Regions from separate parts of the Mus musculus genome. Here region 1 is linked to region 2. Evidence: chromatin contacts called from public promoter capture Hi-C data. All regions are on one chromosome and are shown on one strand. Each heading gives the region's core, a stretch centred on a gene start, on an enhancer-like site or on the middle of the called end of the contact. The rest is flanking DNA. Distances are from core to core; before and after follow the strand shown. Region 1 has its middle 20 kb from the start of Bex3. Region 2 holds the start of Bex2 (brain expressed X-linked 2).

Evidence for each region. Promoter capture Hi-C pulls out the DNA fragments that hold promoters and counts their contacts.
Region 1: a contact with region 2 is called in a promoter capture Hi-C map of second pharyngeal arch cranial neural crest. The contact joins the enhancer-like site here to the promoter of Bex2 in region 2. A contact is called at or near these places in 3 of 39 promoter capture datasets (cranial neural crest, frontonasal cranial neural crest and second pharyngeal arch cranial neural crest), 1 of 484 Hi-C or Micro-C datasets (embryonic stem cells), 2 of 115 datasets of contacts at active chromatin or transcription factors (epiblast stem cells and stem cell-derived neural progenitor cells) and 1 of 9 other capture datasets (adipose tissue).

The regions. Positions count from the first base shown.
Region 1 is chrX:136,287,994-136,292,813 of GRCm38.p6, forward strand. No RefSeq gene overlaps it. Among named protein-coding and RNA genes, the nearest start is that of Bex3, 20 kb to the left of the region's middle. Within about 2 kb of position 3,193, at least 55 of the 459 cell types and tissues checked have an H3K27ac peak or open chromatin away from gene starts, as enhancers often do. A contact at or near this core is called in embryonic stem cells and second pharyngeal arch cranial neural crest, where this site is marked.
Region 2 is chrX:136,066,777-136,072,177 of GRCm38.p6, forward strand. It overlaps Bex2 (brain expressed X-linked 2), which reads right to left and starts at 1,460. Exons shown (of 3, transcript NM_009749.2): 1 at 1,275-1,460; 2 at 824-896; 3 at 1-431. The coding sequence starts at 426. The coding sequence ends at 37. It overlaps Nxf3 (nuclear RNA export factor 3), which reads right to left. Exons shown (of 19, transcript NM_001024141.4): 19 at 5,323-5,401.

The sequences.
Region 1 (4,820 bases), core at 1,943-4,442, 220 kb after region 2:
ATTCTTCAGAAGAGCAGTCACTGCTCTTAACCACTGAGCCATCTTGCCAGCCCCTTTGATCCATTTTCATACAGTGTAAGCATACGAGTCAAATTTGACCTTTACAGTGAATGACCTATTTCTCAAATGCTATTTGTTGAAAAGTCTGTCCTTTCTTCACAGAGTGATCTTGCCATCCTTGTTAAAAAAAATCCTTGTATGTAGGGGAGTCACAGCGTTAATCACAAAATTCATAAAGCTGAGTTAGGAGGATCAACATGAGTTTGAGGTCAGTTGGTATACTGCGTGAGTTTTAAGTCAGCCTGGGATAAGGTAAGATTCTGCTTCATAAAAACAAAACAACAATAATTTATGTCATGGGCTCATGGACAAAATGTCACATTATCATCTACATCTAATGGTGTAGCAAAAGATTTTGACAAATTCTTCAAGGACCTTGGAACAGCAAGAAAATATCCCTGCAAAATAAAGCCTTGACATGAAAAACCTATAGTGAATACTATATAAAATAGAGAAAATCTTTAAGCATTTCATTAAGATCTATAAGACAAGGGTGTCTCCACTTGTATTTAATATAGTATAGAAATATTTAGTTAGAGCCATATGATAAGAGAAGCTAATAAAAGAAAATTCATAGAACTAATAAAAACTTTAAGCAAAGTGGAAGAATATAAATATACTTTAAAAATATGGGTACCCATCTTTTGAGAAATAAAAGCAAAAATTAACAAATAGGATCTCATGAAATTAAAAAATTAAGGAAACTGCTATTCAAGAACAAGGAGAAATTCTTTATAGTCTTATATGAACAACAGAAGACTACCATCTAGGTTATACAAAGAATTCAAGGAACCAAACTAAAGAAAACAACCTAATAAAAATGGGTTATAGAAGATTAACATCTAGAATATACAAAGAATTCAAGAAGTCAAACATCAAGAAAACAAGAAACCCAATTAAAATGGTTTATAGAACTGAACAAATCATTCTCAAAAGAGAAATACAAATGATATAAACATTTCAAAAATTAACCAAATCATTCGACTTCAGAAATGTTTAAACTTATATTCCTCAGAGCCCTACTCAGAATGGCTTTTATCAATAAAACCAAATGATAACAAATGTAAGCAAGAGTGTGTTGCTGGACGTGGTGGCACACGCCTTTAATCCCAGCATTTGGGAGGTAGAGGCAGGTGGATTTCTGAGTTCGAGGCCAGTCTTGTCTACAGAGTGAGTTCCAGGACAGCCAGGGTTACACAGAGAAACCCTGTCTCGAACCCCCCTCCCCCAAAAAAGAGTGTGAGGAGATAAGGAACCTTTATCCACTGTTGTGAGTGTAAACTGATGAAATGGAAGTAAGTGTGAAATTTTTTTTAAAAGATCAAAAGTGGAACTATCATATGACCTCGCCATATATTCAAACTCTGTAACCTATCATGGGGATAACTGTCCATTTATTTTCTATTATATCTATTACAAAAAGGTGGTTCTTGAAACACTGTTTCCTGCTACCAGGATAGCCCTTGTTATTAAAGTTACTTTCCTTGTTCAGCCATTCACAGAAGAACTCTTTTATAAGACAGCAGATACCTGTGACCTTTGTGACTGCCTCAACTCAGCATTGCAGGTTGAGTGTCTGGAAAATTTTGGAAATATTAGTAGGAAGCCAACATGTTAGAAACTCTTAACCTTCTAAAGTATAAAGTCCCTGTAGTTTTCTTCTTTTGTGTCCTTAGGGGGTCTGTTAAAACATAATTATGAATGTGACCCAACCCCAAATTAGAAGCCTACTTAAAAATTTTACTGTTTATTAATGTTTCTTTGGAGCTTCATTGCACAGCTCTTGAGCATGAAATTTGTAGATGATAATGTAATGTTGCAATGTCAAAATTGGACACTCTTGGTTTAGATCTTAGATTTTGCACAGAATGAATTTTGCTATGTCATCTAAGCCTTTTGAAGAAAGAGATAGAAGTACTTTGGGAGACAGACACAAAAACAGGGAAACAGTTTTAAGTCTATTTAAAAGTCATCCTAGTACACACACACATGCATATGCACACACACACACACACACACACACACACACACACATACACACGCATATACGCACGCATATACACACATGCACATGCACACAATTTTCAGTATACCAAGTCAGGTAGATCATGACCAACTATGCAGACAGAGGGGCTATTGCATATTGGTTAGTGGATACCCTTCTATATGGGAGAAAATATCAGCAGTGGTAGGTAAAATTTTTTAAGATTAAGCCAATGTATGACTGAAGTGGTTAGATTTCTGACAACTAAATTAATCTACTGGAGCCCCAAAAGATATTGCTTGGTTTCCTTTTACTTATACTACTCTTCCATGGCCAAGATTTATTTTTGCTTTTTGTTTGTTTTGGACAGGGTACTTAAAATTTTAATATATTAAAATAATGAGCTCCATTATGACATATCCATATACACATCATAATGTGATCTTCTGCAAATCACTTTCTCTGCAGATTCCATTCTTTTTTTTCTAGCGATATTCCTATTTTTTATGTCCTTTTTGCCCAGATTCCATGTATAAGATTTAAAAAGAAAACACTTGTCACTGTCATTTTTAAACATATTTGTTCTATTTAATTATTTAGTATTTATTTAGGCAGTTACTTTAAAAAAAAACAAAACAAAATTTTTGATCACAGAAACATGCTTAATTTCACCAAATTGGACAGGCTTCTGCCAATTGCCTGCTTTCCTGCTTGGTTTCGTAAATGAGTTTGCTCTCTCAGGTGGGTTAAAGGGTGATGTTGTTTTGCTTTCAGAAAAATGAAAAGACAAGGAAGGGAGGGCTGTGAGGGAAGCATTTCCAGTCTGTTGAACATCCTGCGAATAGCGGTTGCCATAGAAACCTGACATCATTACGGTGACCTTGAGGACTTTTAAATGGAAACCAGCATGATCTATTACAGAGAGTAGGGGCCAGTCTCTAGGGATATGTTTTGTTCACATAACCTGGTCAGAGTTCTTTTAATTTCCTGAGTCCCATCCCACTTTCTCTCACTATGCTTTCTCAGGTAGCCTGAAGGTGAAGGCATTTTATATTCAGAGAAAGTCTAGGGCACAAGAGAGGATGAGCGGGGGCGTCTCTATACAGCAGCCTGTGGATGGCGGTTGCTATAGAAACCTGACGTCATTAAGGCTAGCAGGATAGCTTTTGTGTGTGTGTGTGTGTGTGTGTGTGTGTGTGTGTGTGTGTGCAGCACTAGGTGATCTGGCAAGAAGAGCCGGAAGTTCCCTGCCCCCAAGTATTTGGACTGAGCTGAGAATGTGATTGTTTTATGGTGGGGAGGGGGTGACCTTCAATAATTACAGACCCAAGTCCTTTGGTACTGCACGATCTCTTGTAGGAGAAAGATGTGGATTCCTCCTGGTTACACAGAGTGAGTGAACTGTCCTGGTTCAGGGTGCCCAGGAGCCATTTTTCTATGAAAATGTGGGGTGTTCATGGAGAATAAAATAGGCACCTGGGCCTGCTCTCTGCCCAATTCTCCCTTTGTGAAAAGGAGACAAGAATGCTCATCCACCGGATCTCTGAGATCTTCAGTGGTAATATCCACTTAAACCATCATCAGTGATTTAGATGACTGTCTTGACTGTTAAAAGATGCATTTGTTTTGATGGTCTTGCTAAGAATCTGATTTTAACACAGACATTTCTTGATTTTAAGAGACCTTGTTCACTACATTGTTGACCATTTCATATCTGCTTTAAAAAATTCTGAATGATTACAGTTAAAAAATATGATGTATATTGAGCATGTACGTATAATGAGTGGGTGAAGGCCAGAAAAGGGTGTTACATCGCCTGGAACTAGATATACTGACCTTTGTGGCTCACCAAGTAGGTGCTGCAAACCCTGGCCAGGTCTTCTGTGAGAGCAACAAGTCCTCTTAATCACTGGGCCAACTCTGAAGTTCAACCTGCCAACCTTGAAAAAAACATTTATCATTTTCTTCTTTGCTCCATAATGACAATAGACACCTTGTAATCAAGTAGGCCTAAGTTTCATTATTATTTACCAACCCATAAGGTTTCATTTTTAAGTTAGTCAGGTTCTCTGTCCCACCTACTGCCTATCCTGTCTTCAGGCAAACATAGCAATCTAACATTATAGAAGATTTGTATATCTTGGAAATGTATTTAGATAGAATCAGAATTTAGAGATATCATGCTTCTTTCATTCATTTTGTATGTGTGTTTAAATTGCTCTATTTTGTTGCATATATTTTTTTAATTTGTAATACTAAATAGTATAGCAATATATGGCTTCACGAAAAATTTTAAAGATTTATTTTTATTTTATGTGTGTATGTGTTTGCCTCCCTATAAGTTTGAACACCACATGCATGACTGGTGGTGCCCATGGAGAGGGTGTTGGGTTCCCTGGAGCTGGAGTTACAGACAAGTTGTGAGCTCTCATGTGGTCTTTGAAAATTGAACTCAGGTCTTCTGGAAGAACAATCAATGATATTGGCTACTGAGCAACCTCTTCAGCCACACAGATTTTAATTTATTTACCTGTTGGCTATTGTTTAGGTTGCTTTCAATTTCAATCTCTTTAACATAGAGCTGATATGAACTTATACAAATAAGCCTTTTTAAGGAAATGTTTTCTTTCTCCCGGGTAAAAGCCTAAGAATGGAATGACTTGAGGATTATTTACATTTTTAGAAACTGAGATTTTTTTCCAAAGAAATTGTCATGTTTGTCATGGCCACCAGAAGTGGGTATGAGAGTTTCATCCTCCACAAACTTGCCAGGACT
Region 2 (5,401 bases), core at 210-2,709:
GGGTCCCCATGTCATCTTCAGAGAAAAGCTCAGGACTCAGGGCATAAGGCAAAACTCATCATGGTGGTCATGATGAGGCGGGTCAGTGCTAACCGCCCGCAGGCTGTGGCTCAGCTGCCTTTCCCTCAGCTTCTCCATGAGCTGTCTCACATCATCCCCAAACCTCTGTACGTTCTCCTCTCTCATCCTTCCCTGGGGCTCCCCAACCCTATGCATCAGGTCCCATCTGTAGTGCACGATGGGCTGCCGAACCCGGAACCGCCTGCGACCTCCTCTAGGCACGTAGTAGTCTCCAGCTTCGAAAGGCAGGGCCACAATCGGATCCCTTTTGCTAGCATCCTGTGGCTTTTCTTCCTTTTCCTCCTTTTCCTGATGGTCATTCTCCATGTTGAGATTTTTCACGCCTTGTTCCACTTTGGACTCCATTTCTCCTAGAAGACAAGAGAAATGTTCAAAGATTCAGCACCGAGGACAGAGGCCCATTTGCCACCATTCACAATCTTGGATGTCCATATGTTTGTTTTTCAAATTTTATTTTTTCTACCTGAAAGGCTCAACACGCCCTCTAGGGGGCCCCCAGTCCCAGACCCTCCCTCCCCACAACCCACCATTTTCCCTGCAGATCTGTTTCCAAAGCTTTTGCAGGCATCAAAATGGAGGATGGAACTGTGGGAATGGTGGGTGGTGGAAGGGGAGCTGGGAGGTAGAATGAGGGGTGTGGGATAGTAGGTGGGAAGGGATGGATGAGGGGGATATGAGGGGACTAACGCCCATCCATCCCCGTTCAGTCTCCCCACCCCACCCCCACCGCCACTGAACCAACCTGGGCCTATCCCTTGCGGCGTAGTCCTCCTGTCAATTCCCGCTGCCGCCTGGACTCTCGGTTTCCAGTCAATCTGCAGACAGGGTGGGATGGGAAGGACTGGGCGCCGAGCTCAGCACCGCACCCGCCTTCCTCGGACCCACCGCCCATCCCCCTACAGGGCCGCCCACGATCTCTAGCAGCCCCGTCCCCATCCCCGTCCCCATCCCCGTCCCCGTCCCCATCCCCGTCCCCGTCCCCGTCCCCGCTCTCCGGGGCTCGCTCTAGCGCTCTCCGCTGCGGGCCCGCCCAGCCGCCCCTCTCCCGGGACCCCCGCGCCGTCCCCGCCCCTGAGCCCGGGCGTCCCTTCCCGGGCGCAGCCGGGGTTCCCCGCGCGGTGCACAAAGCCGCGGTGCGCGCCCGCCCGTCGCGAGGCTGTCGCCCGCAGGGCCGCGGCGTGCAGGCCCCTTACCTGTCCCGCTCGCCTCGGGCCCGCTGCCAGCCCGCCGCGCGCAGAGGAGCTCCGAGCTGCTGGCCAGACGCTCGTGACGACTGCACCCAAGGCTGCGTCGCTCTGCAGCCCCGGGTCACGTGAGGGCCCTGCGTCACTGCCAAGCCCGCTCCCCCTGTTCGGGAGGCCGGTGCGACAGGAGGCCCCGCCCCCGCCTCCCCGCCGCCAGTGCTCACCTCGGGCCCCACCCGTCACTCATCCGGATCCTCACCAATCTGAGGAACCACAAGTGGCATCACCATCAGGAGGTTGGACATCTCCCTTCCCTGTTACCAGGGAGGGTCTGCACCATGCTCCTTGGTTCAGCAACACCACACCCTCATCCTGGAAGTCCGTTTTCTCTCTTTCCATCTGTATAAATCCCTTCTATTAATTTCTCTTTATTTTCTTTTTAAATGTTAATAGGTCTGAGCCAGAACTAGTGGCCCACTCTTGAAATCCTGGCTGGAGTAGGAAATTCACCATGGATTGGAACCCATATAGATTACACAGTGAGTTTCAAATCAGTTTGGGCCATAGAATGAGTCCCTATTTCAGAACAGTTTTTCACGGCTCAAATTTTGAAAAGTAGAAGATTTGTTTTGAACAAAATGTTTAAAACTGGCAAAGTAAAAACTAAACAAACAAACATGAAAAAAAATGTTCTCCTGTGCTCTGTGCTCGACTCAATAGATTTACTCTGATCATCAATAGTTTGTTTAAATTTTTTCCTGGAAAACGTTAAAAACAGGATCTCTTTGAAAAATGTGTGTATTTAAAATCAGTTTAATGAATCTTAAGAAACAAGTCCAGTTGTTAGAGCATAATAATTTGTTGTAAGCAATCTTTTCCCCTTTAGGAGCCAATACCAAGTATTAATAATTCTGTTCCGTCTTACCCTGTAATTACCATCAGTCTTTAACTGTAGAAAGACTTTTGTTAGCAACTGAAAGTTCCTGGCTATCACTGTGGATAGCTTTAAGGACCTAAGCAAAGGGAGAAAGCTTTGAGGGTTGACAGACCAAAGATGTTATCATCCCTGCTCTGAAAAAAAGTCAGAGTGGGAAGACTGTATGTTTAATATGAATATCGTGTCCTTGAGTAAAAGGCAAGCTGTTGAATGGTTCACTTGTGCATTTCTCATTCTCAAGTGCCGTGTATGTTAGTATGGTGAAATAAAATCAGAACTGGTACCTGTTTTTTTTTTTATAAAAGAGAGAGAGTGAGATTAGGAAGGCATTGGTTTCCTTAACACCAAATTCCAGAGGCCCTCATTTCCTCCATCCAGGTTCCTGTTGTATTCTTCAAAACCACATGGAGAAACCAATCACCGTTGCTTCCTCTTGTGCAATTCTTCCAGAACCCCCCCCCCCAGTTCTTTTTAGCATTGATTAGAGGTCTGCTCTCATATTAGAAGCCACAAAAATATCCTACATTTTTTAGATCCTATGTAAATTACAGAAGGGTCTCTTGGGTGGGGGGAAAGGGGGCTCCCAAGGCTCTTCTCTTTTCACCCAGTTCCAGTAGAATCCTGTCTGGGTTCTGGTTGTTAACTCTTTGTAGCATTCGGGCGAGGTGTGGCTTGCTGGGACCCTTTAGACCACTGAGACAGAAAGATCTAGGTGTGAATTTGTGGCCAGACTGGTAAACATAGCAAGTGCCAGGCCACCTGGGGCTACATAGTGAGATACTGTTATAAAAAAAAAAGCAAGAACAACAAACAAACACAGAGAGATCTCAAGTGAATGACAAAATGATGGGGCTCTTAAAAAACAACAACAAAGAAAACAAACAAACAAACAAACAAACAACAAAAAACAAGCCCAAACTTAACACATGGTAAGAAATAATAAAAGAGTAAAGGGGAAATCAATAAAATAGAAACTAAAAGAACAATACATGCAATAAAAGATTTGTTTTTTCAAGACGATTAATGATACTCACAAAATCTTAGCCAAACTAGCAAAAGAGAGAGAAAACCCAAGTCAATAAAATCAGAGATGAAAGTGGAGTTGTAAACAGAATTCAATTATGGAACACTTTGAAAAGTTTTGTCCACTGAAGGAGTTGAAGGGATTTGCAACCCCATAGGAAGGACAACTATCAGCCAACCAGACGCCCCAGAGCTCCCTGGGACTAAACCACCAATCAAAGAGTACTCATAGAAGCAGGGGGAGGGGTATGGGATAGGGGATTTCTGGGGGAAAACTGGGAAGGGGGATAACTTTTGAAATGTAAATAAATAAAATAACCAGTAAAAAATCTGAAAAAGTTTTATCCTAAAAAGATGGAAAGCCCTAGAAACAATAAATAAATTCTCAACTTCTATGTTCTACTGAAATTAAATCTGGAAGATGATATAAAAAATTAAGAAGACACACAAAAAAGCAATGAGATTGACACCGTATTTCACAAAAGTTTCTCCACAAGGCAAAGCTTTGACTTTTGAATTCTATCAAGCATTAAAGGAAGACCTAACACACTGCAACACTTCTGAAACTGTTCCACAAAGTAAAAACAGAAGGAACACGAGAAAGCTAATTCTATGAAGCCAATTAGTATTATGACAACAAATCTGGATAAAAGACATAACAGAAAAAGAAAGCTACAAGCCAATTTCCCTGGTGAAAATACAAGCAAAATTTCTCATCCAACATGATTGGGTGCATTCACGTGTAAGGGCTGAACAGTTACTGGCTTCTGGTAGACTGACCAAGCTACAGTGGATGCATACAGAATGAGAAGTATATGGCCAACAACAAAAAAATGGAGTTAATGAGCTATTAAAATTTAAAAGAGGACACAGGGATTAGGGGGGTATTAAAATATTAATTAAAAAATGGAAGCCGGGCAGTGGTGGCACATGCCTTTAATCCCAGCACTTAGGATGCAGAGGCAGGCAGATTTCTGAGTTCAAAGCCAGCCTGGTCTACAGAGTGAGTTCCACGACAGCCAGGGCTACACAGAGAAACCCTGTCTCAAAAAAAAAAAAAATGAAAAATAAGGATAGTTATCTTCAGAAAAAGAATACTGGTTAGTGTATATGTTGAGGCACAGGCATTATATACACACACAGAGAAAGAGAGAGAGAGAGAGAGAGAGAGAGAGAGAGAGAGAGAGAAGAAATTCTATTAGTCTCCTGAAACTGGTATAGTAAAATATTGCACATTAGCTGACATAAAGCTACAAAAATGTCCTGGAATCATTTGGAATAGACAAACATTAATCAAAACAATAAAGACTATTTATGACAAACCTGTAACCAACATTAAACTGAATAATTGAATGGGGTAAAACAATATTTACTCTAGAATTTGGAAGAATACATGATACCTACTCTCTCCACTTTTAATTCAATATATTTCTTGAAGACTTAGTTAGAGGAATAAGACAGGAGAAAACTATAAAGGGGATAAAAATATGAAAGGAAGAAGTCAGATTAGCCCAACTCACAGACAACATAATTGGATATTTAAAAGAGCCTGACATTTACACTAAAATGAATGCAACTGGAGATCATTAAATGAAATAAAACAGACTCAAATAGACAAATACTTTATGTTTCTCTTTCATATGTGAGTCATAGCTTTTGATGTGTGTGGCTGTGTGTGTGTAGAGTATGTGTGTGTATAAACTGTCAAGCTGGAAATGGAACCATGAGAGGGGAAAAAAATATTGAAGAAGAGGTCAGCATGATAAAATACTTGTGACATAGAAACAAAACTGAGATCACTGGGGATAGGAAAATGTCCAAGTGAGTGGAGGAGTGGGGAGGAGAGGATTGTCTAGTAAACATATGTTATAGTAAAACCTAATAATGTTATGCCAACTGAAAACTTTGAAGAGAGGATTATACAAGGTATATATGGTCTTTTTAACACTTTGGTTTGGATTTATGACCTCCAGATTATAAGAAAACAAAATTTTGTAGGTTTAAACCACCCAAACTGCAGTATGTTTTTAAAAATCTTTAGACAAAGCATCCAAATACATATACACACTTATGTAGGCATACATATAAACACAAATGTTCCTTTTTCTTAAAGTAATAATCTTTATTTTCCTTTTCTAAATTATCTCAGTGTTTGCGGCAACGTTTGTACTTTTAG